2 separate regions of the Anas platyrhynchos genome follow, and region 1 is linked to region 2. Evidence: chromatin contacts called from public Hi-C data. All regions are on one chromosome and are shown on one strand. Each heading gives the region's core, a stretch centred on a gene start, on an enhancer-like site or on the middle of the called end of the contact. The rest is flanking DNA. Distances are from core to core; before and after follow the strand shown. Region 1 overlaps STON2 (stonin 2). Region 2 holds the start of STON2 (stonin 2).

Evidence for each region. Hi-C and Micro-C count contacts between places; a contact is called where the count stands out from the background.
Region 1: a contact with region 2 is called in a Hi-C map of F1 follicle, with 4 times the contacts expected there. The contact joins the enhancer-like site here to the promoter of STON2 in region 2. A contact is called at or near these places in 4 of 8 Hi-C or Micro-C datasets (F1 follicle, liver, skeletal muscle and 1 more).

Annotation. Positions count from the first base shown.
Region 1 is chr5:21,315,741-21,321,889 of IASCAAS_PekinDuck_T2T, forward strand. All of the region lies in intron 4 of STON2 (stonin 2), which reads left to right. Among named protein-coding and RNA genes, the nearest start is that of GTF2A1, 46 kb to the right of the region's middle. Within about 2 kb of position 4,136, at least 2 of the 8 cell types and tissues checked have an H3K27ac peak or open chromatin away from gene starts, as enhancers often do. A contact at or near this core is called in F1 follicle, where this site is marked.
Region 2 is chr5:21,257,284-21,262,626 of IASCAAS_PekinDuck_T2T, forward strand. It overlaps STON2 (stonin 2), which reads left to right and starts at 2,781. Exons shown (of 7, transcript XM_027458947.3): 1 at 2,781-2,936.

The sequences.
Region 1 (6,149 bases), core at 2,886-5,385, 60 kb after region 2:
TCCTGTAACAAGTGCTGAGGCTTGTCTGCAAGCAAACAGTCCCCAGTGGCTTTCACCACAGCTAACCTGCTCCAACCCAGCGCCTGAAATCTGTGTCCGCTGCCTCCCCCATCTAGAGGGGACACCCCTGATCCCCGGCATGGCAGCCCTGCCTCCTCTGCTTGGCGGGTGGAGGCCAAGCAGGGGTTAACATCTCTTCCTCTTCATTAACCTCTGTGCAGTGGGCTGCAGCCCCCGTGGTGGCCCTGCCACCAGCCTGGGTGCCGCTGCCTCGGCATTCACCCCGCTGCTATAGCAACAGGTTGGAAATTCTTCTGTCCGGCCATCCATCCATCCCGCCTCCCTTCACAAATGTCTGCTCTGCAGACAGCTTTATTGTCTGCCCGCCGGTCTCTTCCCATGAGCTCCCAGCCAAGCAGCTTCTTCCCGAGGACAAAAGGCCCGGCACAAAGAAGGGACTAAACAGGACTACAAGTTTAAAGGGAAATTAAAAAAAAATCCTTAAGTTATGTTTTAACTATAAGGGAGAGAGAAGGAAAATAATTCTGGCTTCTCCTAAATGATGGTTCATGAAGGAGGAGAGGGGGCATAATTAGGTTTTGCTGGGATTCGGTAATTGCTTCCTGATGCCTCATGAAACTCTTTACAAGGAGCCTGGCTCGCCCACAGGGCTCTGTGGCACCATCCTTCCCCCAGCAAGGTCAGGCTGCTGCCATCCGACAGCTGCTCGGGTCCTATGGTCAAAGAGTTGGGTTTCAGCCCGCCTTAGGGGTGATCCAATTTTCATATCCCAAATGATGGGCTGTGTTGATGCTAAGGCACGGTTCTGTTCGTGTCCAGGTCAGAGGGGTCAGCCCCGGGTTCAGCCACGTGGCAGGTACGTATCTTGTTTTCCAAGGCCGCCCCCTGATGTTGTGGTGCACAGATGATGGGGAAATTTAGGGGGGAGGATAGTGCTGAGTTAGTAAATACAGGATTTAATCTTCCGATCTGTCAGCATTTGTAGAGCACTGAAATTCTGGTTCAAGTAAACACACTCCCTTCCAGTACAACCTCTTTGCCTGTCCCAAGCAGAAACGCGCTTTCATGAAGCCACAACAAGGGCAGAATTCTCCTCCATGGTTTCAAGTGGTCAGAAACACATTCCTTAACAAAGCCTTTGAGAAATACCATTTCACATGAATTTAAATTAGTGCTTTCTGTAAGGTGCATCTCCTTGTCCACGGGGCCAGGCTGTTTGTTTCCGACATTTGTCCTCAGTGTGACCTAGGTGTGTGGCTGGAGCCTGCCAACTGCAGCCCCTGGGGAGATGCAGCCCAGATTACAGATTACATCATCTTCCTAAACCCAGTAGATGTTTTTTCTTCACTTGTTAACCTAGTGGAAATCAGCTGATGGTATGTTTTCATCTGACCTCTATTTCTGGCACCTTACCCATACCATATCCAAGTAAGTCAGTGGGCAAAAAAAAAAAAATCCCTCCCCCCATTTCCATGTTAAAAAACAAAACAAAACAAAACAAAAAACTTTTCCTTGGCTGTGCTCAATTTATTTCTTGAAATCTTAAAATATAACACTCACGGAAGCAGGCATTCTTGTCCATAGCAGTGTTGCTCTTTTTGGTCCAACTAGGCAGTGCCACGGCTTAATAGAGCTGCTGCAGGGTGCTTTCATGATGTGTTAAGTATCCGTTGGGCATTCGTTTTTGAATGTTTGTTTGATTTTTTTATAGGAATAAATTGCTAATTATTTTTCAGTTTATAGTCTGTGTACCTTTCTTTTCACGCTCAGTAGTTAAAGTCCTCTTATCATCCCATTATCCCACGTTTCTCATTTCTCTAATCACTGTTGTTTCCTTCTGGCAGACCTCAACTCTTTCAGGGCTCTTCTGCAAAATCTCACATGGCTTCAGAAAGCTGTGCTTTGTTTAGAGGGCACAGCAGCTGTGGGGCCCCTTTTGTTTTCCTTCCCATCCGTCACTTTCTGTGCTCAGCCCTTGTCTCTCACTGGCCACCAAATCAGCTATGCAGCGCTGGAGGGACTTTCTGCTTTGCCTGATGAAGACAGTAAGGTTTTCCCATCGTGTTGTCCTTTTTTTTTTTTTTTTTTTTCTTTTCCCTCATCTTGTCCTATACCCTGAAGACATGCTAAGTCTCTTCCATGTTTCAAGAATGCAGTAGTTTCTTTCCACTGAGCTTCCTGTGGTATAGTGAGTACAGAAATTGCCCTGATACTGTCAGAGCCGTGCCCCATCCAGCCTCTTTACCCTGCCTGATTCCTAGTAACTACTGCTCCAGGACAGAAATTTTCAGTATTCCTTGTTTGTCACCTTCAAAGCTGACAGTTTGTTCTCTCATGTGTGTCTGTATGTATGTATGTGTATACACATATGGTGTGGGGCTCACTTCTCATACCTTACTGAGATGGTGAGCATTTTGGGTCTCTCGTTTACTTCTCCACAGGATTATTTCAATGTTTTCTGCCCTTTGTTTCTATCTTGCTAAGAAAAAGAGGTGACTTGGCTAAGCCAGAGCTGAATTCCCCTCTCTGCACCCCCATCAAAAGAATGCAGAGCATCATTTGGAAAAGAAAGAGGACATACAGCTTCGGCTACAGGCTACACAGTGTGTGAGGGGCTGGGGGGAGGGAAGCAGAGACTTAACTGTAAGAAAAGAAAAAGAGCTGGTAAGTTGTGCAGAACTAGCATAAGGGAATTGGGGCCTTTTCTAGCATGTGTTTTACCCACAGGCAGAGCTGTAGCTTGGAGGGAAGATGCCTGCTAGAGATGGGAAGAGGGGAAGTTAAAATTCATGCAGAGAGGAAGGAAGCATGGGTTTCCTTCTCACTTCTCACCACAGAGTGCTACGATAACATTATGGGTCACTTTCCCTTCTGCTTGCTTGGGTCTCTTTTGGTCAGACTCTCCTTTAACAGTAAGGCCCAAGCCTTTCTCTTCTCTGGACTAACACCAGCATGGCCCAAGGGAGTGTGGAAGGACTGGGTTGTTGTATCGTTGCTGTTTGGCACTTTTGCGGCGTGACCCTAAATACCCCGTGTACTGTGGTGGCTCCACACACACATACAAAAGGGAAAAACAAAACTTCAGATGACATAAGAAAGATAATAGCCTAGTATTGGGTTCTGTTCATTTCCTGCAATTGTGAGTAACTGCACAACAGCTGGGCCTTTATGGTGGGAGCCTGGGCTGAAGGAAAAGTCCCAGGCCTGGAACAGGTGAATGCGTAAAGGGGGGAATGGCCTCAGTGAGAGTAGTATGTCGCAAAACCAGCTATTCCCTCCAAACAGCCTCCTGGAGTGGTTGGCAGCTACCTTGAGGTTGGAGATGAAGTGCTGATTGTATCGTGGGATGGTAACAGGACTCTAAAACTGAGTCCTGCCTTATACCAGGAGCAGTTAACTAACATATATTTAGATGAATGTGCTGACAAGTTTCCTGTATCTTCTGTTATCCTTGGGAATCCTTGCATTATGCATATATGAAGGTTGAGCTGGATCAGCTCCAGTTGTTTCCAGAGTTGGCAGAAGTTGTCTTAGTGTGGTTGTCAGCCTGGCAGGGCAGACGTGAACTGTGGTTGCTGATACAACCGTGCTGTTAGAAATACTTTCCAAGGCAGCCCTTGTAATAACATTATAAATTTTCTGGATGGACAAAAAATGAGAGTGAGTCTTTAAGTGTCACAGTAAAGGAAGGTAAAGTTAGGTTACCACAAGTGGGAATATTTCTTCTTGTGGCCTGTCTCCCTAAAACATTCTTGCTCAGCATATATCCAAAACACATCTTTAAAGGCCTCAGGAGGTGAAAACTGTCTCTGCAGAGCCCCTACTCAACCCTGCAACTGCTTCAGCAAGAAGCAAGTTTATTACAAATTCTGGGGACAAACTTGTAGTTTATTTCTGAAATAAACTGGTATCTGTCTGTCTGTAACAAGAACATTTCAGTTACTAATGTAGCAAGAATTTGTTTTTCAAGGTCTCTCTACTGCTTGGAAACTTGAGGGTTTCTCTCAGTATTTTCACTCAATGCAAAGCTTTTCTTGTTGGGGATATCTGAGCAACTCCATAGGCCCTACTTTTGTCACCCTAATTTCTATCTCAACAAATACTTAGGTCTTCTGGGTGCACAGTTTACAGGAGCAGGTGTAAACAGTCCTTGTGACCTTACCACCACAGGGTGAGGAGCAGCCACATGCTCTCTTCACAGTCCTGGCAAAGTTCCCAAATCTCTTCCTATTTTATAAATGTTCTCCAGCCACCTGACCACTTGATCTCACTGTCTCAGGCCTTTCTTTGTCCTCCTTGCTGTCTACCTGAAGCAAAATCAGGCAGGAATTTGGTTGGTTGGTTTTTCTAACAAAAAGATAGGGATATTTTATGTATTTTGTTGCTGTATAAGAACATGTCTACCAGAACATAATTTCTACTGTTCTAAAATTCTGCAAAGCAGTTGCTTTCAAAAATGACTATATTTTAACACACTAATAATAATATGGTAATTTCCAAATTATCACCATCAAGACCCAATAAAAGGTATTCTTTCTAATTGTGATCAGTTTTTCCCCAGTTGATATTAGGTCAGTCTCGGCAGAGGGAACCATGCCATATACTCTCTCCCTTTCAAACAAATAGCATTTGTCATGCTGAGATCTCAGGAGAGTGTATTGCTGACTGGAACTAGAGTCTGTTTTTGGCTTACCTCCCATATTTTTGGTGGAATACTTCTTGCTTGTAAATGCTGTGGACAGTGCTCTGCTTCTCAGCCTCGGGGAGGAACAAAAGTAGGAAGCAAATTTCTCCTTTCAGTTCACAGAGAGTCCTGTACTTAAGCATCCAGCCTTTGGTCCCAAAGCCATATACTTACTGCAGCTTCTCCACCTTTCTATTTGCTTACATCCAGATATACCTACGTGCAAGCAGCAGGTGTATCTGTGCACAAGTAGCCAGTGCACAAGGAAATGCTTTGGCATGACGTGCATGAGTTCAGTTTTGCTCAGCCATGGCCTATAGCTTCTACTGTCTCCAGTTGTCTTATTCCCTAAAGGAGTTCCCTTGCTTATTCCATATGTCCTGCAAGGTGCCTAGAAAGCCCACAAGCTTTAATATGAGTTATGGTCTATTCATTAAATAAACTTGATAATGGCCAGTAACACTTTCCATCATACTAATATTTTTGCTTTGCTACAGAGAGAAAATTTGCAGAACAGAGGGCATAAATTGCTTATTGAAGGTCACTTGGACAATCACATAGTTCAGATTACCACTTAGGCCTTTTGTACCTACCCATTCCTATACCATATCCTTTGCATCATGCTGCTTCTCACGCACCTGTAATTATCACCATTTGTCAAGGGTGGAGGTGTTGCTTTGGTTGATCCTCAGTGACATCTACATGGATCAGGCATTACAGACAGATCAAGCTGTTTCCTCACACTATTTCTAGCTAGTCTCCTTAAGTCCTTTCTGTTAAGTGGCAAAAATTCCTCTTGGAATTAAAAACAAACAAACAAACAAAAAACCTGCACATGATCTTGTTATAGCTCCTATCACATTTGCAGTGAGCTCCTCATGTTAATTCATAAAACTGCAGCCTGGAGGTCCTGCATGCTTTCGGTCAGGAAGGACTGGCAAAGCTGGCTACCTGCACATAGTTATATGTCCTTCTCTGTACTTTAAAACAAACAAAAATTGTTTGCATAAGTTACAGGGGAAAAATACTAGCATAAGCTTCAGGCAGAAGTAGAGCACTGTTAACTTCCCAAACTTACATGTATCAGCTATGTTGCTGTGGATATAGATGAGACCAGAGTGCGCTGCTTTGCAGTCAGAGGTTATGTTGCTTAATGGGACCCTATTTATGGAATAAATCTGTCTTTGCAGTTAATTAGGCAACTAAATTATTAAAACACATAGCTGAAGTTTAAGTTTGCACAGAGCCTTACATTAGCAATTGGGAAACATGTCTTTTTTTTTTTTTTTTTTTAATAATAACAGCAGTGGCATAACTTGTAAATCATTTTGATATTGCTCAGGGTAGCAGCAGTGTATAAACATGAGATTACCTCTTGCCCGGATAACCAGAGATATGTAGACAAATCTGGCAGACAGAATCTGAGCTGCTGACTTGATATGAT
Region 2 (5,343 bases), core at 1,531-4,030:
TGAAAGGTACTAGGACAAAAGGTAGACTGCGTCATTTAAAAATATTATTCCTTATTTAAGTACAATAAAACAAATTTTTATTGTCTCCTCAGGATTTCTAGATGTGAAATAATTAAGATTTTCTTGCAACTACGGGAAAGGAAGTTTTCAAATTACATAAAGACTTTGCAAACATGTACATTTTAACTCTCCCTGTACTTGTCACTTTTATTATAAGCACTTAACACTTCCAGAATCCTACACTGACTGCAATGCTTGTAGCACTACTGTCCTACAAACTTCTCATTTGTTCATGTCACAGAGCATTCTCTGTGGCTACTGATCACTTTGGTTTGCTTATATATGGCAAAACAAGGGTGCCTGGACACCTGAGCAATTTCTTTCCATGTGGAAAATGCCCGGTCTATGCATGGGAAATGAAGGTGATAGACTATCAGCTTTAAACTAATCTTGCCAAAACTGGGGCAACACAAATATCCAGGCCATGTTCATCTCTCAGGTCTTCCAAGCTTGCATGTGTCAGCTGAAGCCAAGACTTCTCATGCATCCATGTGCATGTAAGGTAAGGAAGCTGAACAAGCAAATTTTGGCATACCTGTGTATTTTATCTTGCTGTTCTGTGTGGAGTCAATATCAACCTATGGGCTGAGGCACATACGTGAATATGCCTGTGAAGCTGGACTCTTTGTGACGTGGTATTAACAGGTATGTGGAGCATGAATTTACTTAGTCATGGAAACAGGTCCATGTGGGTTAAAAAAAAAAAATAATCTGGATGTGCTTCAGTACACTGCTGAATTGGGCCTCTGCTGAGGTGTCACTAAGGGTTACATCAATCTCCAGAGATCGCACTGGCACTTTCTCACTTCATTTAATACAATTAAATATATCTCACTTTATGAACTGATGTAATTCAATAAAATCTGCAGTGAAATTTGCTTGGGAATCATTGTTTTGGATTGGATTGAATTGGAATAAAATAGCATAGTTAAGAGCTTCCCAAAATGTAATGGATTATTAAGTATCCTCTTTTTTTAATTTAAACATTAATATTTCATTATTTGTCTGCCAAGTTGAAAGAACAAAAAATGAGGTGATGTGTATATTTAAAACAAATGAGATTAGGGATGATTCTAGTCTTTACTTGCTCAGTATCTACGTTGTTGGAGGGAAGAAATGGGGTTTAAGGCTTGACCAAACCTGGATGGTATTGACAGACTTGGAGTCCCTTGAACTCTGTTACTAGGTGAGATCTCTTCCACATCAGTGGAGCAGAGGTCAGTGACATTGTTCTAGCTCTTGGCTTTATTAAAGATGGGGAATGTATAGGGGAGCTGCTAATCCATAGTACTTTTGTTTCATAAATGACTTATGAGAAGAGACAAAGACAGCAGCTGTACCTGGGCACAGCCATCCTCTGTCCTTGCTGTAAAGTAGTCAGTCATTATATTTACATATGTAAGTGACTACACCTGCTATCCAAAGTCCACCTTTCTTTTCCCATCCACCTTTCTTGATTATCTTTGTTTGGGAAACAAACACTTCATGCTGCTGGGTAGGACTGCACAGGGTCTGCAGGTTCAAAAGCGTCCAAGCTGTGTGTTTTCCCCCGCCCAGCTTAAGCTGGCACTTGCATCAACCCACTAGCCAGACTGTGTCCCGCACCTGCCCCATGGCATGGCCCTTGCTTTGGGTGGCAGGGCTCAAGGCCTCATTGAAAGCCCTTTCAAGACAAATGCAAGATAGGGTGAGCCAGATATGTTCAAGAGCCAAGCATGCTGCAGTCACCCTAATGGCGTGGGCCTGTTGCTCTTGGCATTTGAGCATTTCCCAGTCTTCTGCAGGAGTGCTTCACTGCCTTCCTCCCTAGGTGATCTGTTTCAAAACTTGTGTGATTTGCTTTTTTTTTAGTCACTCTGATGTTAGTTAATGCTGTTAAACAGTGCCATCATGCAGCTGTTAAGGTAATTAACATTTCTCAGCTTGCATGCTTCGGTTTTCTAGGAAGCTCTCTGATGATACCTCCTCCATGCTCAGCAGTAATTGCCTAAATCTGCTAAGGGCTGGGTTCAGCTGCACCCTGCTGAGGGGTGGGTGGTACCCCAGTCCTTTTCCTCAACTTGGCTTTCTTCCACTTTATCAAATAAAAATTTCATTTTTAGCAGTCTTGAATTTAACTGTTCAAGAGTTAAAAATGAAAGCCTCCATAAAGCTGTTTGCATATGCAGATTGAAATCTGGAATCTTTAAAGACAAAGTGAATATTTTAGATTTATATTACTAGGCCTGTAATACTACACCTCACCACTAAAAAAAAAAAAAAAAAAAAAAAGTATTTCATAGGCATTGCAGTTTTATTAATTCTGATGAACACATGGGCTGGGGATGACACCTGAGCTGTGAAACCTACCCATCTAATGGCATAAGCCTTGAGGCACCTATTACTCTGTAGTAGAAGTGGGTATAAAAAAAATCATGGTTAGGATCAGTTGTAAACAAGCGCTGACATATGTAAGCTTTTCTGCTGAACGCCCCGAAACAGACTGCTTTTATATTTTTATTATATATTCCTGAAGTGCTGTTCCCTCTGTATTATTTACGTCCACACGGGCAGGAGCGGAGGCTGCCCCTCGGCCGGGAGCCTTCCCTGCCGGTACCCGGGACCAAGAAGCGAGCCCCGGGCCCGTCCCGTCCCCTGCCGCGGCCGAGCCCCTCAGCGCCCTGCCACCGCCCCAGGGGCGGGCCGGGGCCTCACCGCCCAATCCGGCGCCGCCGCCCCCTCTCCGCGCCGCTGGGGAGCGCCCAATGGCGGCGGCCCCGCGCTGCCGACGCCGGGCCCGGGGCGGGCCGGGGGCCGCTGCTTGCGCCGGCCGAGCCCAGCGGAGCCCAGCCCGGTCCCACGGCGGCGGCGCGTCCCCGGGGAGCAGCACCGCGCAGGTAGGGGGAAGCCGGGGGACGGCGGGGATCGGGGTTAGCTCCGCCTTTACCAAGGGGAGAGCGCCGGGCTCCCGGCTGTCAGCCCCTGCGGGGCAGCGGTGGGGTCCTGCCGTGCTCGGCCGGTGTCCGCATGAGGGGTGCTGCGATGGAAGGCAGCGCTGCCGCTCCTCTCCTGCGGGCTGCCTCGATACCCCGTGTAAGCTGCAGGGTAGGAAGGCACGGACAGCAGGTTTCCGTGCAGGGTGCCGCTCTGTGCTGACTGACATCCAGCCCCTTCGCTCCTCGCTTCCCCGAGTTAAATGCCCCTTGTGCTCGGTGCCTGCGCTGCGCCCCGTTGGTTCCCGTTAATAATTTTGTTGCCTGGTTTGCTGCCATCAGGCTCAGCTGTTGTCCCGCGGTACAATCTTTGTGTGTGTGTGACTGGAGCTTTTCAAAGAGAAACAAATGAAGAAATAACGCTGGGCAGCCTGACGAGGTCAGGTGGTGCTTCACAGCTCGCTGCTTCCAGGGCTTGCTTGGGCTTTCTCATGGCAGTTATCCTTGGAGTAAGTTCACTGTCTTGGTTTGAGGGCACTTTTAGGTTTTTCAAGGAAAAAATTGGCAAACATGAGCATTTCTGTACTCGTGAATCATCCATGAATCATTCCTGTCTTCTGTGAAATTGTGTTTTGTAAACTTACTAGTTTGGGCAAGTAAATTGCAAACCATAGGATGCTTGCAAAACGCGTACATTCACCGCCTGTTGTGTGTGACTGGGTTCTTTTTTTCTTTATCTGCCTAGCTGAGTGAAATTTACCTTGTGTAATATGCACGTGAGCTCTGGACTTTGCCTTAATATTTTCCAGTTAAACGAATTTGTTAGTAGATCAGGTTTGTGTTGCCACAAATAAGACCAGTTACTGCAGTGGGTTCTATTACATGGGATTTTGCAATGCACGCTATTTTCCCAAACACTTCGCCTCCAAGTAGCTAGCTTATCTCTTCTCCAAAAGTTTCAGTCTTGATTATAACCTGAAGTGGTATTTGTTATGAATTACGTTTGATCTGTAATGCCGTGACTTTGTCAGCTAACAATCTTTGTGGTTTTCTGTATAATGTTAGTTATTTCATGATAACTTCTCTGGAGACCTCAAGTACAAAGCAAATCACAGTAGTTCTCAAAGAGCTAGTGTATCGTTTTGCCTACATATGGGAACGCAGCTGGCAAATGTAATGATCTCTGCTCTTCTTATACTTGTAGCTTTTAAATTATTTCTAAAACATGAAAGCCATCAAGCACATGACCTTTAAACTTTCCGGGAAGAGAAATGGCCAAATTTTTCTCTCCCACATTGCGCTGTGTCTCAGTTCAGACTCGCTGTAGCCTCTTATGGTTCACACCCTTAGTTAGCATTAAGAACTTGCCAGCACATCTTGGTCTTTAGGCTGCAGATTTCTCCTTTGTGTGAGTTCCTTGGATCCCTAATTGTATTGGTAGCATAATTACTATTCTGTTGTGTGGTTGGTTTAGGTAAAAGTGCAAAGGCTGTGATGTGCAAAAGTGACAGCTGCATCTCGATAGTGCCCAGTTTTCACTCTGGAGCCCTTGTTTGTGCTACCTTGCCAGCTATCCTGTTAAGAAGTAGCAGCTGGTACAGTTCCCTGGTTGAGAAACCCAGACTGTGTGTGGGTTAAAACCATATTGTGAGTGGGCTAAACACATCGTGTTTAGAGTCCTTAATTTTCAGCTATCTCAAGTCTGGCATCAGCAAACGAGGCTGAGAAATAGTATCGATGTACGCTAGAAATCTCGCAAGCTGTTCTGCTCTACCAGGCTTCTGTTGCCCCTCTTGCAGAAGCGATGACTTTTCCAGTCAGAGAGGGGTTGCCAAGATGGCATTCACTAAAGGACCAGAGCTCATAGATTCCCTGTCCCTGGCGCTCTGCTCCTGCTTCCTCTTGCAGCCTTTAACCCGTGTATTGTGCTGAGGCTTTGTGCAAAGCAGGCATCATGGTCTCCGCCAGTAGACAACGAACAGCGTAAATGAATTCTAAACTGCTGAAAAGCCCTATGCCTAAAGGCAGGCTGTGAAAGTAAAGCCTTCAGCATCACTCTGAAGCTTTTCAACAACATTAGCTTTCTCTTTGAAAATGGAAAAGTTTAACTAAAAAGAGAAGAAGAAAGCATCATCATCAAAGAAGGTATACACACCTATAAAGATTCACGTGGTGGCAGCAATCTTCTAACCCAATCTTGCCAAGTTAAAGAGCTGGGTATGTCTGAGCCAATCGCTTAGGATTGCTCTGCTGTCAGCTAGGAAAGGAGAGCCTTTAGAAGGAACTTCTCAGGCATTTTTTTCTGAAATGCTGGTTGTATTATTTAAAAAAAAGAAATCCATAAGGTACTCAATGGCAAAACCAGATGTTT